Linked DNA regions of Mus musculus: regions 1, 2, 3, 4, 5 and 6 are each linked to region 7. The links are chromatin contacts, called in public HiChIP or PLAC-seq and promoter capture Hi-C maps. All regions are on one chromosome and are shown on one strand. Each heading gives the region's core, a stretch centred on a gene start, on an enhancer-like site or on the middle of the called end of the contact. The rest is flanking DNA. Distances are from core to core; before and after follow the strand shown. Region 1 holds the start of Cxcl17 (chemokine (C-X-C motif) ligand 17). Region 2 holds the start of Tgfb1 (transforming growth factor, beta 1). Region 3 holds the start of Ccdc97 (coiled-coil domain containing 97). Region 4 holds the start of Dmac2 (distal membrane arm assembly complex 2). Region 5 holds the start of Hnrnpul1 (heterogeneous nuclear ribonucleoprotein U-like 1). Region 6 holds the start of Bckdha (branched chain ketoacid dehydrogenase E1, alpha polypeptide). Region 7 holds the start of Numbl (numb-like).

Evidence for each region. Promoter capture Hi-C pulls out the DNA fragments that hold promoters and counts their contacts. HiChIP or PLAC-seq counts read pairs in DNA pulled down with a chosen protein or histone mark.
Region 1: a promoter capture Hi-C map of liver shows a contact between it and region 7, with 4 times the contacts expected there. The contact joins the promoter of Cxcl17 here to the promoter of Numbl in region 7. A contact is called at or near these places in 3 of 39 promoter capture datasets (cranial neural crest, liver and maxillary cranial neural crest).
Region 2: a contact with region 7 is called in a promoter capture Hi-C map of stem cell-derived epiblast-like cells, with 4 times the contacts expected there. The contact joins the promoter of Tgfb1 here to the promoter of Numbl in region 7. A contact is called at or near these places in 6 of 39 promoter capture datasets (cranial neural crest, embryonic stem cells, hippocampal neurons and 3 more), 6 of 115 datasets of contacts at active chromatin or transcription factors (acute myeloid leukemia, astrocytes, embryonic forebrain and 3 more) and 1 of 9 other capture datasets (embryonic stem cells).
Region 3: a contact with region 7 is called in a promoter capture Hi-C map of embryonic stem cells. The contact joins the promoter of Ccdc97 here to the promoter of Numbl in region 7. A contact is called at or near these places in 5 of 39 promoter capture datasets (the 3T3-L1 cell line, cranial neural crest, embryonic stem cells and 2 more), 5 of 115 datasets of contacts at active chromatin or transcription factors (astrocytes, fibro-adipogenic progenitors, large pre-B cells and 2 more) and 1 of 9 other capture datasets (embryonic stem cells).
Region 4: a contact with region 7 is called in a promoter capture Hi-C map of embryonic stem cells. The contact joins the promoter of Dmac2 here to the promoter of Numbl in region 7. A contact is called at or near these places in 3 of 39 promoter capture datasets (embryonic stem cells and liver) and 1 of 115 datasets of contacts at active chromatin or transcription factors (kidney).
Region 5: an H3K27ac HiChIP or PLAC-seq map of embryonic stem cells shows a contact between it and region 7, with 5 times the contacts expected there. The contact joins the promoter of Hnrnpul1 here to the promoter of Numbl in region 7. A contact is called at or near these places in 8 of 39 promoter capture datasets (cranial neural crest, embryonic stem cells, frontonasal cranial neural crest and 3 more), 1 of 15 datasets of contacts at CTCF or cohesin (large pre-B cells), 1 of 484 Hi-C or Micro-C datasets (B cells), 20 of 115 datasets of contacts at active chromatin or transcription factors (acute myeloid leukemia, astrocytes, bone marrow-derived dendritic cells and 13 more) and 2 of 9 other capture datasets (embryonic stem cells and liver).
Region 6: a contact with region 7 is called in a promoter capture Hi-C map of embryonic stem cells, with 3 times the contacts expected there. The contact joins the promoter of Bckdha here to the promoter of Numbl in region 7. A contact is called at or near these places in 2 of 39 promoter capture datasets (both in embryonic stem cells) and 4 of 115 datasets of contacts at active chromatin or transcription factors (embryonic stem cells and large pre-B cells).

What each region holds. Positions count from the first base shown.
Region 1 is chr7:25,411,464-25,414,163 of GRCm38.p6, forward strand. Cxcl17 (chemokine (C-X-C motif) ligand 17) reads right to left here and starts at 1,423. Exons shown (of 4, transcript NM_153576.2): 1 at 1,239-1,423. The coding sequence starts at 1,317. The region is part of intron 3 of 4732471J01Rik (RIKEN cDNA 4732471J01 gene); the gene reads left to right.
Region 2 is chr7:25,685,610-25,688,309 of GRCm38.p6, forward strand. Tgfb1 (transforming growth factor, beta 1) reads left to right here and starts at 1,393. Exons shown (of 7, transcript NM_011577.2): 1 at 1,393-2,614. The coding sequence starts at 2,260. B9d2 (B9 protein domain 2) reads left to right here. Exons shown (of 4, transcript NM_001362154.1): 4 at 372-953. The coding sequence ends at 685.
Region 3 is chr7:25,717,725-25,720,424 of GRCm38.p6, forward strand. Ccdc97 (coiled-coil domain containing 97) reads right to left here and starts at 1,311. Exons shown (of 5, transcript NM_028771.3): 1 at 1,194-1,311. The coding sequence starts at 1,242.
Region 4 is chr7:25,618,138-25,620,837 of GRCm38.p6, forward strand. Dmac2 (distal membrane arm assembly complex 2) reads left to right here and starts at 1,277. Exons shown (of 6, transcript NM_001290487.1): 1 at 1,277-1,323. The coding sequence starts at 1,306. It overlaps Gm38969 (a long non-coding RNA gene), which reads right to left and starts at 1,524. Exons shown (of 2, transcript XR_881901.3): 1 at 1,298-1,524; 2 at 531-848.
Region 5 is chr7:25,753,491-25,756,190 of GRCm38.p6, forward strand. Hnrnpul1 (heterogeneous nuclear ribonucleoprotein U-like 1) reads right to left here and starts at 1,269. Exons shown (of 15, transcript NM_144922.3): 1 at 851-1,269. The coding sequence starts at 1,145.
Region 6 is chr7:25,657,335-25,660,034 of GRCm38.p6, forward strand. Bckdha (branched chain ketoacid dehydrogenase E1, alpha polypeptide) reads right to left here and starts at 1,427. Exons shown (of 9, transcript NM_007533.5): 1 at 1,299-1,427. The coding sequence starts at 1,406. It overlaps Exosc5 (exosome component 5), which reads left to right and starts at 1,819. Exons shown (of 6, transcript NM_138586.3): 1 at 1,819-2,049. The coding sequence starts at 1,902.
Region 7 is chr7:27,257,491-27,260,190 of GRCm38.p6, forward strand. Numbl (numb-like) reads left to right here and starts at 1,271. Exons shown (of 10, transcript NM_010950.2): 1 at 1,271-1,471. The coding sequence starts at 1,448. Coq8b (coenzyme Q8B) reads left to right here. Exons shown (of 15, transcript NM_133770.2): 15 at 1-459. The coding sequence ends at 35.

The DNA of each region.
Region 1 (2,700 bases), core at 173-2,672, 1.8 Mb before region 7:
ACTGAGCTGTGCATAGTCAGCGTGGAGAGCAGAGGAGTGGAAAGGTGTTAGCCTTTGAATTAGATGTGTGAGTAAAGTTGAGCTGGTTTGAAAACACAGGACCTGTTGGGGATCAGCAGCCTAGTATGGTTGGAGCATAAGTGCATCTTTGTGAATGAAAGAAAGTGGACTGGAAAGGTGTGTTGTGACTAGAGCTTTGAGTTCATGGGGAGGACTCTAGCCCTGGTGCCCATATAGTGATAGAGAAGCCTTCCCTTCCAGAGTGGCCACTATGGGCCCCAGGACTGAAGAACTCAGAGAACTTTCCCTACAAAGGAAAGAAGTTGGACATTGCCAGAGGCAGGTGATCCTGGATTTAGGATCACATGATGCTGAGTATGCCACAGAGTACCTCACCCACAGGAGAAAGGTACATGGATAGAGATGATCTTGCTTCTGTGTGGTGGCTCTGTGAAGAGCTGGGAAACACTGGCTGTGGTGAAGACTAGAACAGATTCAGAACCTCTACCGAGTCTGCTTCAAAAGGGACAGACCATTCAACCAAGCCCGGGATGACTAAAATGTCTGCATGACTACTGCCTGCTAATAGGACTGACCTGGTTTGTATCATCACGAGCTTACTTGGCATACTCTAAAGTTATAGGACTCCTCATTTCTTTGCCTTCCACCACAAGCCTCCCACCCCCAGTTGAGCCCTGAGAAAATCTGTGACTTTTCCAGGAGAGGTTGGGAAGGTCTGGGAAGTGGATCTTGGCTGGGCTGTGTGTACACTTGTGTGTATGCTGCCAGCTACAGTTGCAGACATGTTGGGAATGTGCCTTAAAGTTTACAGAGTCCTTTGGGATAAAGAGGGTCCTTTCTTTTTGCTAATGAGGATTCTGGTACTGAGAAAGACTAACTTAATTACCCCAACTTGTTGCTAAAAGAGTATTTTAATGCACTTGTTGTTGGGTTTGCCATGTTTTCTACCCCATTTCTTCCCCACAAAATCAAATTAATCTTTGGTGTGCACATGGTTCTGGTGAAGTAGAAATTAATCTTGAGCCAGGCATGGTGGCACACCTATAATACTGGGACCCAGGATACTGTGGTCGGAAGAGTCCAAGTTTTCGGTCAGCCTGACTACATATCAAGAGCCTGTCTCAAGGGAGAGAAAAATAGAAGGGAGGAGGACGGACAAAATAAAGAGGAAGGGAGGGAGAGAAGGAGAAGAGAGAATATCATTTCATTGTATTTACCTGGGTTCGGGCTGCTGAAGACCATGGACATGAGCATCACTGGAAGCAACAGAAGGAAGGGAGAGGCTAGAAGCTTCATTGTGGCTGTCTGTTGGTTCTTAAAGGCTGTGTGGATTGTCACCAGTTAGAGGCTTCTGATTTCTTGTAACTGCTCAGGTGGAGTAGTGTCTACAATTTAATCCTACACAAGAACACCCTTGGGAAATCAAGAGCAGGAAGGCGGTGCTGGTCAGTTTAGTACCAGATTGGACCAGGTCTTTACGGGAATGTGGGAGGTAAAACTGGCCAAACAAAAGAAACCACACTCCAGAGAAAGGAACAAATGACTGACACCTTGGCATGTGTGTGTGTGTGTGTGTGTGTGTGTGTGTGTGTGTATGTATGCTTGACTCCTCCCCCACTGTGGGGGGTTTCATTCTCTAAGCTTTTTTCTCACTTGAATTTCCGTGTACCTTTTGGCTGTTTAGAGCAAAACCGAGGCACTGCAGGCTGACAAAGAGAGGCTGACAGCTGCGCTTCCTCTCTCCACCCATTTGTGATTGCCAGCACAGTAGATGGAAGTGCTACTGCCTGGACAGTTGTCCTGTCCTCGCACTGTTGACAGATTCATCCAGTTCCCTAGCCACTCACAAGGGAAGCAGAGTTCAGTTAAGAAGACGTTCACTTTGGGTGTGCTGGTGTGTGCCAGCACTGGAGGCTGAAGAGGGCTTTGAGTTTCCCCTCCCCTCCCCTCCCCTCCCCTCCCCTCCCCTCCCCTCCCCTCCCCTCCCCTCCCCTCCCCTCCCCTCCCCTCCCTTCCTTTCCTCTCCTCTTCAATTCTCTCTCTCTCTCTCTTAACAAAGAAAGAAAAACAAAAATGAAGGGCTAGTGGCTGCCTGGCGAGTGAGCTGATGATCTAACTTCAATCCCCACTGTTCACAGGAAGTAGAGAAATCAGTGCATTGTCCTTTGACTGCTATAGTCATTTGGTGCATGCACACTCCCCTCATCCTTAAATAACTGTAATGAAGAACGAAGGGCTAGGGATGTAGCTTAGAGATAAGATGCTTGACTAGCATGCACAAGGCTCCAGGTTTGATTCTCAGCACCATAAATAGCAAATAAAAACAAACCAGCAACAATGCACAAATAAAATCAGAGTCAGTTATCTTTGCCTCCAAACTCTTTCCTGGAGCAGTGGGGAAAACAAAGCCTCCTCTTGTTCATCAGGAAGTTGGCTATGGTTTAGTTGCTCCAATTTACAGGACACGGTGTGTGTGTGTGTGTGTGTGTGTGTGTGTGTGTGTGTGTATGTGTGTGTAAGATCACCAGAGCTTCAGGTCCAGGAATATATGAACTATAGGCAAAAAGGGATTCTTGAACTGTGTTGGTCCAGGTTGGTGGAGTTCTTGGTTCAAGGCAAAAGGAGAAAGCTGATAATGCCCACAGTCAACATTAAAGACGATTGTGCCAGCCAGCTCAC
Region 2 (2,700 bases), core at 143-2,642, 1.6 Mb before region 7:
CGTGAGAGCAAAGCAAGTCCATGAGGAGGAGGGCGGAAGGGGTCTAAGCTGAGGTGCTGACCTGGGGGCCTGGGAGAGTGAAGAGACCACAAAGGGAGGTCAGACGAGGCCAGACTTGACTTGAGAGGTTGGACTTTGTTCTGTGGCCCAGGGGAGTCATGGGAGGGTTTTGAGCAAGAGGGTAATGTGGATTGCTCTAGATTCCTGTGACTACTATGTGGAGTGAGTGGGAGATGAGAACCCAGAGAGGAAATTCAGGCAATAATCCAAGGTAAAAGTACTGTGCGAGGTCTCCAGTGGTTTCAATGCTGGGAACCCGGGAGCAGGGTTCTGCCCCTTTGTCCTTTTCTCTAACGCCTCTCCTCCCGCAGGTTGGCCTCGACTCCATCTCCAGGTGTGGTCCCAGGACAGCTTTGGCCGCTGCCAGCTTGCTGGCTATGGCTTTTGCCATGTGCCTAGCAGCCCAGGCACTCATCAGCTGGACTGCCCTACATGGAGGCCCCTGGGCAGTTGGAGGGAGCAGCTAGCACGGGCTTTCGTGGGTGGTGGGCCACAGCTGCTGCACGCAGATACCATCTACAGCGGGGCTGACCGCTACCGCCTGCACACGGCCGCGGGTGGCACAGTGCACCTTGGTATCGGCCTGCTGCTGCGCCACTTCGATCGCTATGGAGTGGAGTGTTGAGGGACTTCATTGCTACTAATCGCCATCATCCACTGAGCACATAATGGCACAGCAGTGAAGCAGGCACGTGGACTCTGGAGACTGTCAGTCCTGATCACCCCCAAGTCATGGCCCCTATGCCATGGACTGCAAGGCCAGGAACTCCCCTGTGGCCCATGCTCCACTGAACTACGGGGTAGAAAGGGCTGTGGGTTGGAGGGACATGAGCAGGGCCCACTGTTTGGACTGTCGGGGGCACTTAATAAAAGCGTGTATTTCTCATGGGTAAGGTGCCTCCTTGTATCCGCTAAAGCTCTCAGACGTCGGTCTCCTTATTTCACTCTCCTTGACACTCTCATCCGCAAAGTCTGCCCCTGCCTTTCGCTCTCCACCGCCTAGGTCCCCACTTCTAATACAGGACTCTGTTTTCTCACGAAGTCCCAATTTTTCCTTTGACCCTTCAACAACTCCCAAATCCACCGGGGCGCTTTGGTTGGTCACCGGCTTTAGTAGTGCTCCGCCGCCAGGAGGCAGCACCCTGGAGGTGGGGCGAGGCCGGGGTGCCCGCCCCCTCCCCGCAGGGCTGAAGGGACCCCCCTTGGAGCCCGCCCACGCTAAGATGAAGACAGTGCCCCCCCATGCCCTCCCCCTGGGGCTGCCCCCGCCCCGCGCGCGCTTCCTGGGTGGGGCCGGGGCGGCTTCAAAACCCCCGCCGCCCCAGCCGGTCCCGCCGCCGCCGCCGCCCTTCGCGCCCCAGGCCGTCCCCCTCCTCCTCCCGCCGCGGATCCTCCAGACAGCCAGGCCCCCGGCCGGGGCAGGGGGGACGCCCCTTCGGGGCACCCCCGGCTCTGAGCCGCACTCGGAGTCGGCCTCCGCTGGGAGCCGGCAAAGGAGCAGCCGAGGAGCCGTCCGAGGCCCCAGAGTCTGAGACCAGCCGCCGCCGCAGGGAGGAGGGGGAGGAGGAGTGGGAGGAGGGACGAGCTGGTTGAGAGAAGAGGAAAAAAGTTTTGAGACTTTTCCGCTGCTACTGCAAGTCAGAGACGTGGGGACTTCTTGGCACTGCGCTGTCTCGCAAGGAGGCAGGACCTGAGGACTCCAGACAGCCCTGCTCACCGTCGTGGACACTCGATCGCTACCCGGCGTTCCTCAGACGCCCCTATTCCGGACCAGCCCTCGGGAGCCACAAACCCCGCCTCCCGCGAAGACTTCACCCCAAAGCTGGGGCGCACCCCTTGCACGCCGCCCTCCCCCCAGCCTGCCTCTTGAGTCCCTCGCATCCCAGGACCCTCTCTCCCCCGAGAGGCAGATCTCCCTCGGACCTGCTGGCAGTAGCTCCCCTATTTAAGAACACCCACTTTTGGATCTCAGAGAGCGCTCATCTCGATTTTTACCCTGGTGGTATACTGAGACACCTTGGTGTCAGAGCCTCACCGCGACTCCTGCTGCTTTCTCCCTCAACCTCAAATTATTCAGGACTATCACCTACCTTTCCTTGGGAGACCCCACCCCACAAGCCCTGCAGGGGCGGGGCCTCCGCATCCCACCTTTGCCGAGGGTTCCCGCTCTCCGAAGTGCCGTGGGGCGCCGCCTCCCCCATGCCGCCCTCGGGGCTGCGGCTACTGCCGCTTCTGCTCCCACTCCCGTGGCTTCTAGTGCTGACGCCCGGGAGGCCAGCCGCGGGACTCTCCACCTGCAAGACCATCGACATGGAGCTGGTGAAACGGAAGCGCATCGAAGCCATCCGTGGCCAGATCCTGTCCAAACTAAGGCTCGCCAGTCCCCCAAGCCAGGGGGAGGTACCGCCCGGCCCGCTGCCCGAGGCGGTGCTCGCTTTGTACAACAGCACCCGCGACCGGGTGGCAGGCGAGAGCGCCGACCCAGAGCCGGAGCCCGAAGCGGACTACTATGCTAAAGAGGTCACCCGCGTGCTAATGGTGGACCGCAACAACGGTGAGCTCCGAGGGGCCGGGGAGCCAGGAGGGAGCCCCCAGGGGGCGCCGGAGTGCAGGGGTCACCGGGAGGAAATTACCCTCAGA
Region 3 (2,700 bases), core at 61-2,560, 1.5 Mb before region 7:
ATTGAACCCAGGGCCTCAGGCATGCTATGCAAACATCCCACTAATAAGCTACGGCCTTAATCCCTGGCTTTGAACCTTCTAGGCTCCTGACTATAGGCCCATTTCACCACATCTTGCCCCAGATTCTCTTTTATGGCTTCATGGTAGCAAATGTGATTGGCATTTGTAAGGCTTGAGGCCCAGCACCAGAAAGTTTAAAAGATACATACAATTTTGTTACAGAAAATGTTAATATATATACTTTGAAGCAGGGCCTCATAGTACAGGGTTTGACTTTGTAGTCTGGAACTCACTATGTAGTTTAGGATGTCTTCAAACTTAAGGGTAATCTCCTGCCTCAGTCTCCCAAGTGCTGGGGTTACAGATATAAATCACCACAATTGGAGATTATCAAAGATTGAAACACACACTAGAACACACCTCTGCCTCTACATTCATAATCTGCTATTCAGCTTCAGTAACTCCCAGTTCCAAGTTGTCATCGCACATCAGACTACTATGAAACATTAAAGACAGGCGTGGTGGCACAGGGCTGTAAACTCAGTACCTTGGGACCTGGGATTGGAGGACAGCAATTTGGAGGCTGACCTTGGCAATAATAAAAGGCTGTGAACAAAACCCCAAAACAAAACAAAACAAAAGCCCCCGCCCCCGCCCCCCCAAGCCAATACTTGTAGGAAGTCAGTAGCAAAGTAAAAGGCATTGAAGGTGCGAGGGAGAAAGGACCTAAAGGGGCGGAATGAGAACTTTAGGACCTAAAGAGGCAGACGTTGGGGTCAGGAAGGGTTAGAATGCAATGGGGGCTGTTGGTTTGATGTGAGCTTTCATGGGACAAGAGGAGAGCTAGCTTGGGATACGGAGAAACTCAGGTTGGCACAGAAATGATGTTAACTTGAGAAAGGTTGGTCTGAGACTGGAAGAATCTGCAGGAGAGTTGTTATTTGCTTGAAGCGTTGGCATGGTAAAAAAAAAAGTGGGTTAGCCTAGGACATGGAAAGGGGTTCATTTCAAAGAAGAAGGGAAACGTCAACCTGCTACAAGGCCGAATAACCAGACCCACAAGGTGGACCAAGTGTTGAAAGTGCCAGTAAGCGGCGGTCAGACTTCCTAGAGTCCTCAGCGCTTGCCGGAACCATTTCCTGGTCACACCGCAAGAGCACCCTCCGGTCACCTGAGCCTGGCAAACGTCTCACCATTATCCGGCTTCCTCTCCGTCACCTCTGCAGCTGCCACCGCCTCCATAACAGGTCTCTTCAACACAGTAACCGCCACAGCGGGCTCCGGAAGCCAGGCTGGACCCTAGGTACCCGCAGGTACTTCCGGTTACGCAAGCGTCTTTATGCGGCACCCAAGCATCAAAGTTCCGGGTCAAAGGCGGGCCTTCTCTTATGCGCATGCGTAGCCCCGCTGATGGATCTTAAACCTATCAAATGGGAAAGTCAGCGGGGACCGTGTGTCATTTGATCGCTACTCTAACTTGAGGTCCTCGTGTGTTAATATTTGGAGTGGTTGTATTGGCCCTATCGCATAGACCCTCGAGTCCTCTTAAAAATACTTATGCGGTCAGAAGACAACTTATGGGAGTGTGGATAAAATTCAGTCAAGGTTGGCAGCAAGCATCTTTAACCGCCGAACCATCTCATCCAACTTTGTGCTCTCTGTAGATTTGACTTCCTTCTATCATCACATCCAGCCTGTAGGGCTGGCATGAGATTAAATTGGGGGGAGAACCTTTGTGTTTCCAAACAAGAAGGAAACCTGCAGATATGAGGAATTCGCTGTGTAAAAGGGAAGGACCTGCTCACCACAGGCAGGGTCAGAGACTTTCTGGCAGGGATAAAGCCCCCAGATGAGACCTGAAAGGCATGGGCAGGAGTTAGGAAGTACTTCAGGCAGTTTTGCTGACAAAGGTACTTCTGGGTGCTGTTAACTGTTTACTATGCAGAGCATACAGCACTCAGGAGACAGAGGCAGGGATATCACTGAGGGTTTGACGAAATCTTGTCTTGAATAAGGCCGGCCAGGGTTACATGGCAAGTTTTTCTCAAGAAAGCAAAAAATAAAAGATTATTGGAAGCTGGGCAGTGGTGGTGCACACCTTTAATCCTAGCACTTGGGAGGCAGAGACAGGCAGATTTCTGAGTTCGAGGCCAGCCAGGTCTACAGAGCGAGTTCCAGGGCAGCCAGAGAACCCAGACTCAAAAAAAAAAATGGAGGCCACGTGTCAGTGTCAGATCATAAAGGGCTTCGTAGCCCTATGAGGTGTTTGGAACCCATAAGGTTTGGGGTAGGGAACCAAGGAAAGGAACTGGAGATCACAACGAGGAAGGTGGTGCATTAATCTTGAAACAGGTTTGGAAGAGTTAGAACTTGGTAAGCATTCCCGACATTTGGGGAATGGCCTGGTAAAAACCCAGCTGCATCACCAGGAATGGCCAGCAGAGGGCGATGCTGCCCAACACACATATGCCAAGAGCAGCATTTCCCAGGCTAGGGACAAGGACCCCTCCTTACCTTCTCCTAGAGCAACTTGACAAGTGTCTCTCCTCCCCTTCCCCCCTCCCCCAGACAGGGATTCTCTGTATAGCCCTGGCTGTCCTGGAACTCAGAAATCCACCTGCCTCTGCCTCCCAAGTGCTGGGATTAAAGGAGCGTGCCACCACAGCCCAGTGACAAGTATCTTTTAGGCACCGACATGGT
Region 4 (2,700 bases), core at 27-2,526, 1.6 Mb before region 7:
CCCAACTCTGGTCAAGTCTCCACCTCTCTGCAAGCTGACAAAGACCTCAGGCTTTTTGTACAGGCTGTTACCTCTGCCTGAACACCTTTATCCAAGCCTTGGGGTAGGTGACTCTCCTGTCACTCATTGCAGTTAAATGCACCTGCTCTACAGACCTTCACTGCTGCCCTATACCCCGCCACACCCTAATATATTGCCCGTTTTTACCTACTTTTTTTTATCAAACACTAGTTTTAATTTTGTGTTCATTTCTTACCTATTGTCTTTCTACCTAGAATGATGACTACCTAAGAAAAGGGCTGTTAGTGCGACCCCAGCACCCACTGCGAGTGCTCAGCAAACATGAATGAATGAATGAATGAAGAGAATCCACCAAGAGTTCACACTGAGGGCTGTGGATGTGGCTCAGTTGGTAAAGAGCTAGCCTAGCATGAAGGAGGTCTGAGGTTTAGTCCCCAGCACCTCATAAACTTCTGTCCACAGCACAAGTGTGCCTGCACTCATATACATAAAACACATACACACATTAATGATAAATATACGCTTTTAATTGAAAAAAGTTCATGGCAAATATACCATACATGAGAGACTTTATGTAAAAGTAATAACTCTCTTAATAAGTATAGATGTGAACTCCAAACTAAAGATAGTCTCTTATACTCAAGTCTAATCTGCCTCTACCTCATCGCTGAGGAGAGACGTCTCAGTGGCAGTTAAGAGCACTGACTACTCCTTCAGAAGATCTGGGTTCAATTCTCAGCACACACACACGGGGGCTGCCAACTCCAATTCCAGGGATCCAGCGTCCTCGTCTGGTCTCCAAGGCATTGAACACACGTGGTGTAGAGCTACATGCACACACAGAGAAAATAAAATTTAAAAACCTAATAATAGGGTAGCAAAGTAGCTCCGTGGGTAAAGGTGCTTGCTGTGCAAGCCAGTGGATCTCAGTTCGCTTCCTGGACCCAGACTCGGCTCATCTCTACACCTGCGCCGCGGAATGTCACGCGTGTATACGCACAATAACAATAAATAAAAAATCATAATCAGTCGTACTGATTCTGCTGTAGAGATATCGGGTGTAAACTGAAAAACCAATGAACGCAAGAGAATTGCGACCGCACTCGGGGGTGGGGTGGAGTGGGAGGAGTAGATCCTTTACAGGAAAGACCGTCTCCTCCGCACGCGCGCCTTTAAAAGGCGGGCTAAAACAGAAGGGGGCGTGGCCACACGCGTGGCCCTTGGTGTCTGAACCACGTGTTAGGAGGGAACGTCCTGCCTCTTCTGTTTACGTTACCTGGCAAGATGGCGGCGCCCAGAGCGGTAGGTGACCGCAGCGTCCGCGTCCCGGAACTATGGTTCACTTTGTAGCTCGGTTCTCGAGACCTCTCTCAGCCTCCTGGGAAACAAAAGTCTGCGGAAACAGAGCGTCTCCTGCCGGACCTCGCTCGGGAGACGCCGTCTGGGGCTGCCGAGGGCCACAGAGAGTCTCGAGTCGCTTGATAGAGAAACCAATGGGATGAGGGTGGCTTAGCCAATCAGCGGAGTAGGACAGCTCTTCCTGGGGGGAAAGGACGGGATAAGGGTTTGGAGGTGATGTAGAACTAATGATGCTTTTGCGCGAAATTCCTGGGGGGAATTTAAGGATCTTGTAATCCCAGTATTTGGGAGGTGGAGGCAGCAGGATCAGGAGTTCAAGGTTATCCTTTTGTGTATCAAGTTGGAGGGCAGGCAGGGCAACGTAAAATCCTGCCTGTAAATAAATAACTAAACCTTAATAGGAAACAAACAAAAATCAAAGAACAGGGTGTGCAGGCGGGAGCCAGGAAGTTAATTTGGAGGTCCGAGGAAGAACCTGAGGGGGATTCCTAGAGCTTCGTTAACCTGGAGAATGTATTTAGTAGTAGAGTATTTTGTTGGTACTCATTGCCGTGGGTTCCATTTCCAGCGCTACCTGTAAAGGTGAAGGTTACGTGGACAGGATGGCAAAGAAATCAGCCATTTGGCAAAATCCTAGGGAGAACTGGGTAAAATTTGGGCTGGGGAAATGGTTCATTATTGAAGCACATGTGCTTGAGGCATGAAGGCCAGAGTTGGTAGAAGCGGGGCATGTCTGCTCACCTGGAATCCCAGCACTCTGGAGGTAAAGACAGTTGATTCCTCAAGCAAACCCACTGGCTGGGCTACCTGAGTTGGGGTGCTGCAGGTACAAGTGAGAGACCCTGCCTTGATCTATAAAGCCAGGGGCAATTGAGGAAGACAGCTGGCCTCCATACATGGGCACATTCGTGCAAGGACACCTACACATTTGAATGCACACTATGCACGTACGTATTCCACCACCACCACCCCAACCCCCAGGAGTGAACTGGTGAGAAATGAAAGTATAATGGTAGTTTGGGAAAAAAAAATAAGGACTTGGTGGGAAATTAGAAGAACCTGAGAAAACCAAGACTGGCTGCATTCAAGAATGAATTTATGGTTGGTTAAATGGAAGACTTTGGAGAAATGTTTTGAATCCCAAAGGTTAAGGATTGAGGACGTGGACATGCTGGGGACTGACCACGGTGCCTTATGAATATTAAACAGAGACTCTAGTCCTGAGCTACACCCCCATATTAGGGCGGGAGTGGTATCAGAAGGATTTAAAAGACTCAGGAAGCACAGGCTGAGATTCAAGGTAGGCCATGCTGTAAGAGT
Region 5 (2,700 bases), core at 19-2,518, 1.5 Mb before region 7:
TTTCTTGTCACCATTTAGATCCCAAATCTCCTCTGGAAGCCAACTAGATAGCCTAGACCTCCCAGTACCAAACATACAAGTTGTACCTGCCCTCAAGGTTGACCCTGTAACCTCGAGGAAATGTAGGAGTTGGGGATAGGGGTTTCCAAATCTGCTGGTCTTTCATTACCTCCTAAAAGGCCACCTGGCACACACTGGAGAGTTCAGTCCATGTTTTGGGAGACTCTTCCCAGCCTTGGACACCCGTAGGTCCAAAGTGCCAGTCCACCCCCAGCACTAAGCAGATCTTATCCCATCCGTGAAGAAAATCAAAGATCTTCTACCCTTAAAATTCTCCCTGACCTGCACCCTAGGCCATTCTTCCGCTACCTGAAAATCCAGCTTTTGAGACTCAGCCCAAACGGTGGACTAGCATGGCTACCCCAAGCTGTCAGCTCACCGCTCGGCTAGAATCTCTCATTTTCCAAGACGCCGCCCCCCGACACCCCTTTCCCTAAAACGTCTAGTTCTTCCGACTTTTTCCAACTCAAAGCCACAAAACAGAACCCCAAAGCAGTTTCCAGTCTCCGAATCCCAGGATATAAAATCCTCCCCGCCCGCCCGCTAGGACCCTGGTCGCCTTAAAATAAAATCCATCCCCCTCCACACGGTTTTCCTTGCACCGAAGGCCAGGATCCGCCCTCAGGCTGCCCCGAGGCCCTGGCCGCAGATCCTTTACAACGGCAGGTGGCAGGATCCCTGGCTCCTCAGACCATCTCCTGGATCTCTGTGGAGTCGAGCTCCCGCGTCCCACAGCCCGTCCTCGGCCCGGACTCCAGGCTCCCCGGTCCCCCGCCCCGCGCACTCTCACAATGTCCGTCCGGCCCCGAGTAGCCGCCGGGCTCCGGGTGCGGCTGCAGCCCGGGCGGCGGTGGCTGCGCGGTCCCCTCCAGCTCGGAGCCCCCCTCGGTCTCGACCTCCTCGTTGTTGTGCCCAGGTAACCCCGGATCGTCGTCAGCCTCGAGCTCCCGTTCGTCTTCGGGCTCCTCGGCCTCTAGCGCCGCCAGCAGCCGCTCAGCAAGCTCGGCCTTCAGGCCGCGAGTGTCCAGGCCGCGGCGCTGCAGCTCCTCGCGAAGTTCGTTCACCTTCAGGCGACGCACATCCATGGCCCGGGCCCCCGGGGCGGCCCCCGAGCCTGGCCCGGCCTCCCAGGGCTCTGTCCCCCCTAAACCTTGCCTGTCAGGAGGCGAAGGGGGAAAAGGGGGGGCCACTCCAATGGCGGCGGCGGCTCAAGATGGCCGCCGCCGCCTCCTCCCCCTTGCCCGGACCGTACGATGTAAAACGAGTCTCAATTGGTCAGCGCATGGGGCAACGGGCGCGGGCCCGGGAACCAAGCCAATCACAGTGTGGCTTTCAAAAGAACGGTACTAGAGGGCTCAGGAGCTGCCTAAGAGGAAGCGTTAGCCTACGTTGAAGTCGCGGCCAGAGTGGAGGGCGGGAAAAGGCGAGAGGCGGAGCAAGCGCTGATTGGGTAGCGCTCGCGCGCCCGCTGCGGTACAGTCAAATGAAGGAAAGGGAGTAACGACTTGGAGCCATTAGCAGCCAGATCTCAGAACAACCGCCCAGTCTCTCCGCGCCGTGCTTCCCTCAGACTCTCTGTAAAACACATTCTAACTGGTCTTCATCTCACGCCCCCTCGCGGAGGCCAAGCGGGTAAAACCACCACAACCAATCAAATGCGGCGGGAAGAGGCCGGCCAACCCTCGTCTTTCCTGTTGCCTTTCGGGAACCGGAAGGAGATTAATTCACCGAGGCCCCGCCCCTTGCCGTTAGGGCGGTTTCAAAACAACCTGTTCGCCAATCGCAGTTACTGTTATATTTCACCACTGCCAGAGCTTGAGCGCTTTAGAAAAAGCGAACTAGATTGGCCATTCTTGAGAGGCTTGCCTCTCAAAGTTCTCCGTACAGCAGGGTATAATACGGAATGAAAATCAAGTGGATCTGTTACTCATCGTTTGTTAGAAACCCAGTTGCCTTTATGAGAAACAACAACAACAAAATTGGTCCTGGAGAGCGCTGAAGGGTTGAAAGCAGGGGCTAGGCTAACAACGGGAGAAAAGTTGTGTGGTAAATCGCACCCCTCCCTTTGATGCACAACCTCCCAGGGCGCTTTCTCTATGGTTGCTAGACAAGCCACTCTGCACGCAACCATAGAGCCTTCCCGCTCTGGGCATAGCTGCAGAAGTTCGCGGCTTTCCATCTCGAATCCATTAAACCGTTGTTGCTCAACCTCAATCTTGCTGTGTCTACTCTGACCAATTCGCACACGAGAATCCGTAATTACGACAGGTTGTGTTAATCCATACACCTGTCGCCCTTTGCTCAGAAGACAAAAACTTAGTGAAATAACACCGAGACGCACAACGCAAATGTGCACCGACATCTATAGCCTTAACTCCCAACAAAAGCCACAAACACTCTCTATTAGACACACGCAAACATCCCACAATAAATGAATAGGCGTGACAGGCCAAAAGCATCAATTCAGGATAAGACTTCAAACGGCAGTGTAGGTGTGGCACAAGCATGCAGCATCGTGCGACAAAGCTCAGCTAAGACAGTTCACGCTACAAGCTCACACCACAGCAACCTAGACACACAGCACCCACTCAGCAGCGGGACAGACACTCACGTGGGCCCGAGGTTCCAGTCCAGACACCC
Region 6 (2,700 bases), core at 177-2,676, 1.6 Mb before region 7:
AAGCTCCCCCTTTCCAAAGGAGAAGGGGGAAAGGAACAGGAAGAGTAGCTGTAAGGGGGGGGGAGGGGCTGGGAGGAGAGGGGGAGCTGATATCGGGATGTGGAGTGAATAAATAAATAAATGAAAAAGAGAAAAAGACACAGTTTCACAATGTAGCCCTGGCCTGGTACTCACAGAGATCTGTTTGCCTAAGTGCTGGAATCAAAAGCATACATCACCACACCAGGTCCTATTCTTTTTAAAAAGAATCTTTTGGGGGGTGCAGGGAGATGGCTCAGTGACTAAGAGCACTGGCTGCTCTTCCAGAGGAATTGGGTTCAATTCCCAGGACCCATATGGCAGTCCAAAACTGTCTGTATGTACGCAACTCAAGTTCTACAGAATCCAACATCTTCATGCAGACCAAACAACAATGCACGTGAAATAAAAATAAGTAAACCATTTTTAAAAATCTTTTTTTTTTTTTTTTGAGATAGGGTCTCACGTAACTCAACCTGGCCTCAAATGCCTCCTCTCCTACTTCCCAAGCGCTGAAATTACAGACATGTGTCGCCATATCCAGATAAACAAACACACAGGGCTAGGAGCCAAACTCTGGACGTGGCGCGTGCTAGGCAAGCATTCTACACTGTGGTGGTACATTGCCAGACCGCAACAGATTTTGGAAGTGTTATCCTGCCCTTATCAACAATGGATCAAAAGGGAATTCCGAGTTTTCTCCAGTGTTTTCAAGAAAAGTGGGCAGCCAAGCACCGTAGCTTACATCTGTAATGCCAGTACTTGGGAGGCTGGGACAGGACTATCTCCAGTTCGATGCCTGTCTAAGCATCTGGGTGAGCTAAAGGCCATTCCGGACTCGTGGGTGAGATCCTGTCTCAAAAAAATAACGTGGGCAAAGGGTCCTGTTTGAACTTGTAGCTCTCTTTGTCTCCCTTCATAATCATCTTGTGTAAAGGACAGTCATGGCAAAGTCCCTTGCCTTGCCTTTTGATCAGGTGGCATAGGAATCAAACCAGTTTCTTGCTCAACTCCCTTTACAGTTGGAATTTAAGCAATGTAGGACCCTATGAAAACCTGATCTGTCCTTTCAACCCCCGTCTCGTCTCCTTCTATCGAGGCCCACAAGTAGCTGCCTTGCTTTTCCTCTAAAGGGATTCTTCCCTTGAATTTCTCTTCAAGAAGTTTCTCGGACCTTTTCTTTCTTTCCTTCACAGCCCGCGGTGTCTCACACAATGTAAGAATAACTTTTACGTCTCTATTTCTCCCTAAGAAAGACCCCGTGGGGCTCAGATACTCACAGATCTAGCCAAGCCCCGAACCCCAGATCGTCCCAACAGGAGAAGAGCAGCCTGGCGCAGGCCACGGCTCGGCCTCCAGATCTTGGCCGCAGACATCACTATCGCCATCTTGGCTAATAACCACTCCTCCTTTCTCACAGGATAGACATACGGCTGTCCCACCAGATGCCTTATTCAAATAGCAGCACCGCTAGGCCAACACGCTATCTGCTTCTAACCACCTTGCGACAAAGACGCATAAATGAGTAAGGTGGCAATTTTTAGTCTCTAAAATTGCTCCGGTCGTCTGCTTCTAGTTGCTCCTAATTCAGGCAACTAAAAGGACAACTTAACTTGAACCTTCAGGGTTCAGGACCCGGAGCCCTGAGCAAAATGGGCCCTCTCCAAGTCCCTCCCCCTGTTCCCTGTTGTCCAATGGCTATGCCAGAATTGGGAGGTGGAGGTGGGCGGGACCAGATTGTTAGTAAACGCTGAGCCACGTGCTAGGGCCAACTCGGGCGTGCCCTAGACGGGCGCATGCGCAATAGGTACGCGGCCGGTAGAACTGCGCGCGCCGCTAAGCGGAAGCTACGGTGGGAGCCGCAGCGCGCGTGGTCAGCGGCTATGGAGGGCGCAAAGCGTGCAGACGCCAATTTACTCACTGACACCGGAACAGAGTCCAGCCCCCGAAGTCCAGTCTGCAGTCTCCGGCACTTTGCTTGTGAGCAAAACCTGCTGTCCCGGCCGGATGGATCTGCTTCTTTTCTTCAAGGTACGAGCCTCACCAAGTTTAACTCAGCGCGCGCCATCCTCACCGAAGAAGGGTTTTTGAAGAGCGGTTACTGTGTAGTATGTAACCAAGTACGCCCGCCTCCTTGAACTTATTTCTAGATGTTGAGTATACCCACCTCCCGTCTCGAGAAGAAATGAGTTGGCCAGCCTGGTAAATCCCTCTCAGAGGAGATCGAGAGCAAGACCACTCTCATAAGAGTGACTATCCCAGAATAGGTATTTCACCAAGGCAGATATTACCCTTCTCTAGATTTCTTTCTTTCTTTTATCTTTCTTTCAAGACTTATTTTATTTATATAAGAGCACTGTAGCTGTCTTCAGACACACCAGAAGAGGGCATCAGATCCCGTTACAGATGGCTGTGAGCCACCATGTGGTTGCTGGGAATTCAACTCAGGACCTTTGGAAGAGCAGTCAGTGCTCATAACCACTGAGCCATCTCTCCAGCTCCCCTTGACTAGATTTCTTGGGTTTTTGTTGTTGTTGTTGTTGTTGTTGTTTTCACTTTGTTGTTGAACTCACTTTGTAGACCAGGCTGGCCTTGAACTCAGAAATCCGCCTGCTTCTGCCTCCCGAGTGCTGGGATTAAAGGCGTGCGCCACCACGCCTGGCTTTGACTAGATTTCTTAAA
Region 7 (2,700 bases), core at 21-2,520:
GTCGCCAGACACTGCCGCTGCCAGCAGCCTCCTGACTAGGGACCTCCCTGCCGACCCCACCATGACAGATTCCATCCAGGGATACCAGCTCCACAGCAGGCAGTCCCCTCCTCCTCTTTCTTGGTCTCCAGAACCTAGTTTCTTGCCTTGGATCTTTGGGCCCCTGGAGTTAGCTCCCTGATCCTAAGTGAGCAACCTTGAATTCTGAGGCTAGGAGCCAGCAGAATCCTGCCACCATCTAAGTGAGCCTTGGGTCCACTCTCATGTGAAGGAGACGCCCCTCGGCCCCAGGTCTTCCAGGATCTGCAGGGGAGATGGTGGCTGTTGGGGGCGGTCCTCACCTTTGCCTCCCTTGCTCCTCTACCAGCTGCCTTCTTCCCGGGTTCCAGCCTGTGTATTGGAGGGTGGGGGTGGGTGCTGATCCTTTCCTCCGAATAAAGGCACCCTTTCCCTGCCCCCAGTTCTTTTCTCTCTGTGCTAAGGGGGAGGAGCTCACAGGCAGCTCCAGGTGCAGATGGCCAGACCCCCCACCCCACCCCCTTGTCTAGGGCCATCTGTTGCAGGGAACCTCCTCCGCCCCCCCCCCCACGTGCTGACCACCTGCTCCAAGGGCTGTGGCAGCTGAGAAGTACCCTTCTATCACATACTCGCCCCCCCCCCCACCCCCCAGCTTCAGGCTCCCTCCTGTTCCTGACAACCTCGCCTTTGCTAATGGGCCCTAATGCCCCTAACAGCTGCTCTGCCAAACCTACAGGACAGGGGTAGGGGTGCAGCTGAGTCCAGAACTAGGACCTGGTCTAACCCAATGCCCACTTCTCGCAAGCCAGAGTGATCTCCCTCCAGGACTCCAGGGTCTGTTTCTTTTCCTTCCCCTCCTCTCCCCTCCCCTCGCCTGCAAAAAGTGCCTCGTCACCGCTTCTGCCCGCCCCCGCCGGGCTGGGAGAACCGTGGGGTTAAGCAAGATTTGAGGACGAGGCGCCTCCCAAAGCAATTCTTCAGAAGCAGAACCATAGGGGATCTGAGGTCAGGGGTTATGGAAGCAAATAGAACCTGCGCCTCAACCTGAGAGGCACTCCTCTAGGGATGCGTGCAGGTTCCCGCAAGGCCAGACCAAGGGGCGGGGCGGGCCGGCCTTTGCTTGGGAGGAGACCCGGTAGTGTTTATGTGGGGGCGTGGTCTGCGGGAGGGCGGGGTTATCTTTTGCATATACAGCAGGCGGCGGGCCAATGGGCGGGGTCGGGGCGGGGCGCCGAGGGAGGGATGCTCCCCCGCCCCCGGAACGGAATCCTCCCGGGAGCCGAGCTGGCTCGCGCGCTTGCATCCCGCACCAGCCGCCGGCCCCGGGCCGGGCCCGCGTCAGACCGAGCCGCCGCCACCACAGCAGCAGCAGCACTCGGGAAGCCGGGCCCAACCGGGGCCGCGGGAGGCGGGGGCGCCCGGGCCCTGGATGTCCCGCAGCGCGGCGGCCAGCGTGAGAAGGGCGGGCTCGGGGGGCTCGGGCCGGGGGCGGCGCCGCTGCTGATGTGGCGAAGGGTGGGAGGCGGCAGCAGCGCCCGGATGGAGAGAAGATGCCAAGGCTGGAAAGGGTGGTCCTGGGTGGGGGTCCGGGAACAGGTTCCTGGCAATCCCAAACCTGCCAGACTGGGGTCTGGTCCAGCACAGGCCATCTCTGCGAAGGCCCTGAAAATAGGGATCCTGGAATACAGATTCCCCCCAAATCATGGACAGGGCTACATAAATTCTAGGTAAAACTCCCTGGGCAAGGTTTGGCGTTCAGGGTCCGGATACGGTCCCCTTTATCAAGCTGAGGCCTTAACTGAGCCGATTCCAGACAAAATCAGTACTCTTCCCTGCTAGAGGGTTTCTTTGAGCACAACAGCCCCCTGGGCGATGTCTTGAAGATGAAGTCCCTGGATAGAGCTGCCAAGGCTAAGGCTCTGGGGGATGGGGGGGCGGTTTCCAAGTACTGTCTACTCCCTGGGGTCCTGGATCCAGCCTGTCCCCCCAAGCCCTTGGGCGGTGTCCCAGGCAAATCCCCTTCTCAGAACAAGGTCTCTGTGTCTGAAACTCCACCCCAGCGTGAATAAAATAAGGAGAATTTCAGGCATTCCCCTACCCCACCTCCACCCCATGCTTAGTCAGGGGTCTCAAGACATTGGTCTCCTAGGCCACCCCTTTTGTCCCTAGGGCTGCTCAGCGTCTAAGAGAGGCCCCACCCGGAGACAATGCTCAGCTTTCCCTTGCCCCCCAGGCTCCAGGATTCAGCCTGGGCTGGGGGCGGCTCCCCAGAGACGGGTGGAAACCTGTCTGTAGCCTCTGTGGTGACCAGCGGCTTTGTGTGGTTGTGTGTGTGTGTGTGTGTGTGTGTGTGTGTGTAAGGGTTGGGGATGTGGCTAGAAGTGTGATCTGGTGTTTGTGTGACTGTAGCTGTGTGTGTGCTTGCATTACAGCTGGCAAGGATGAGGTATCCTGCGTTGTCTGCCTGCATGCTTGTGGTTGGATGTGGTGATGTCTGGTGTGTGTGTGTGTGTGTGTGTGTGTGTGACCGTGGATGTGATGGCAGCCGTTCACTGTTCAGACTCCTGTACTTTTTAGACTGTGTTTAAATAGATATGCATATGTCTTTTTGTGAGACCCTGTGTGTATGTACCTTGGTATGTGTCAACATCTGTGTTGGGTTTGAGGTTGGACTTCTGTGTG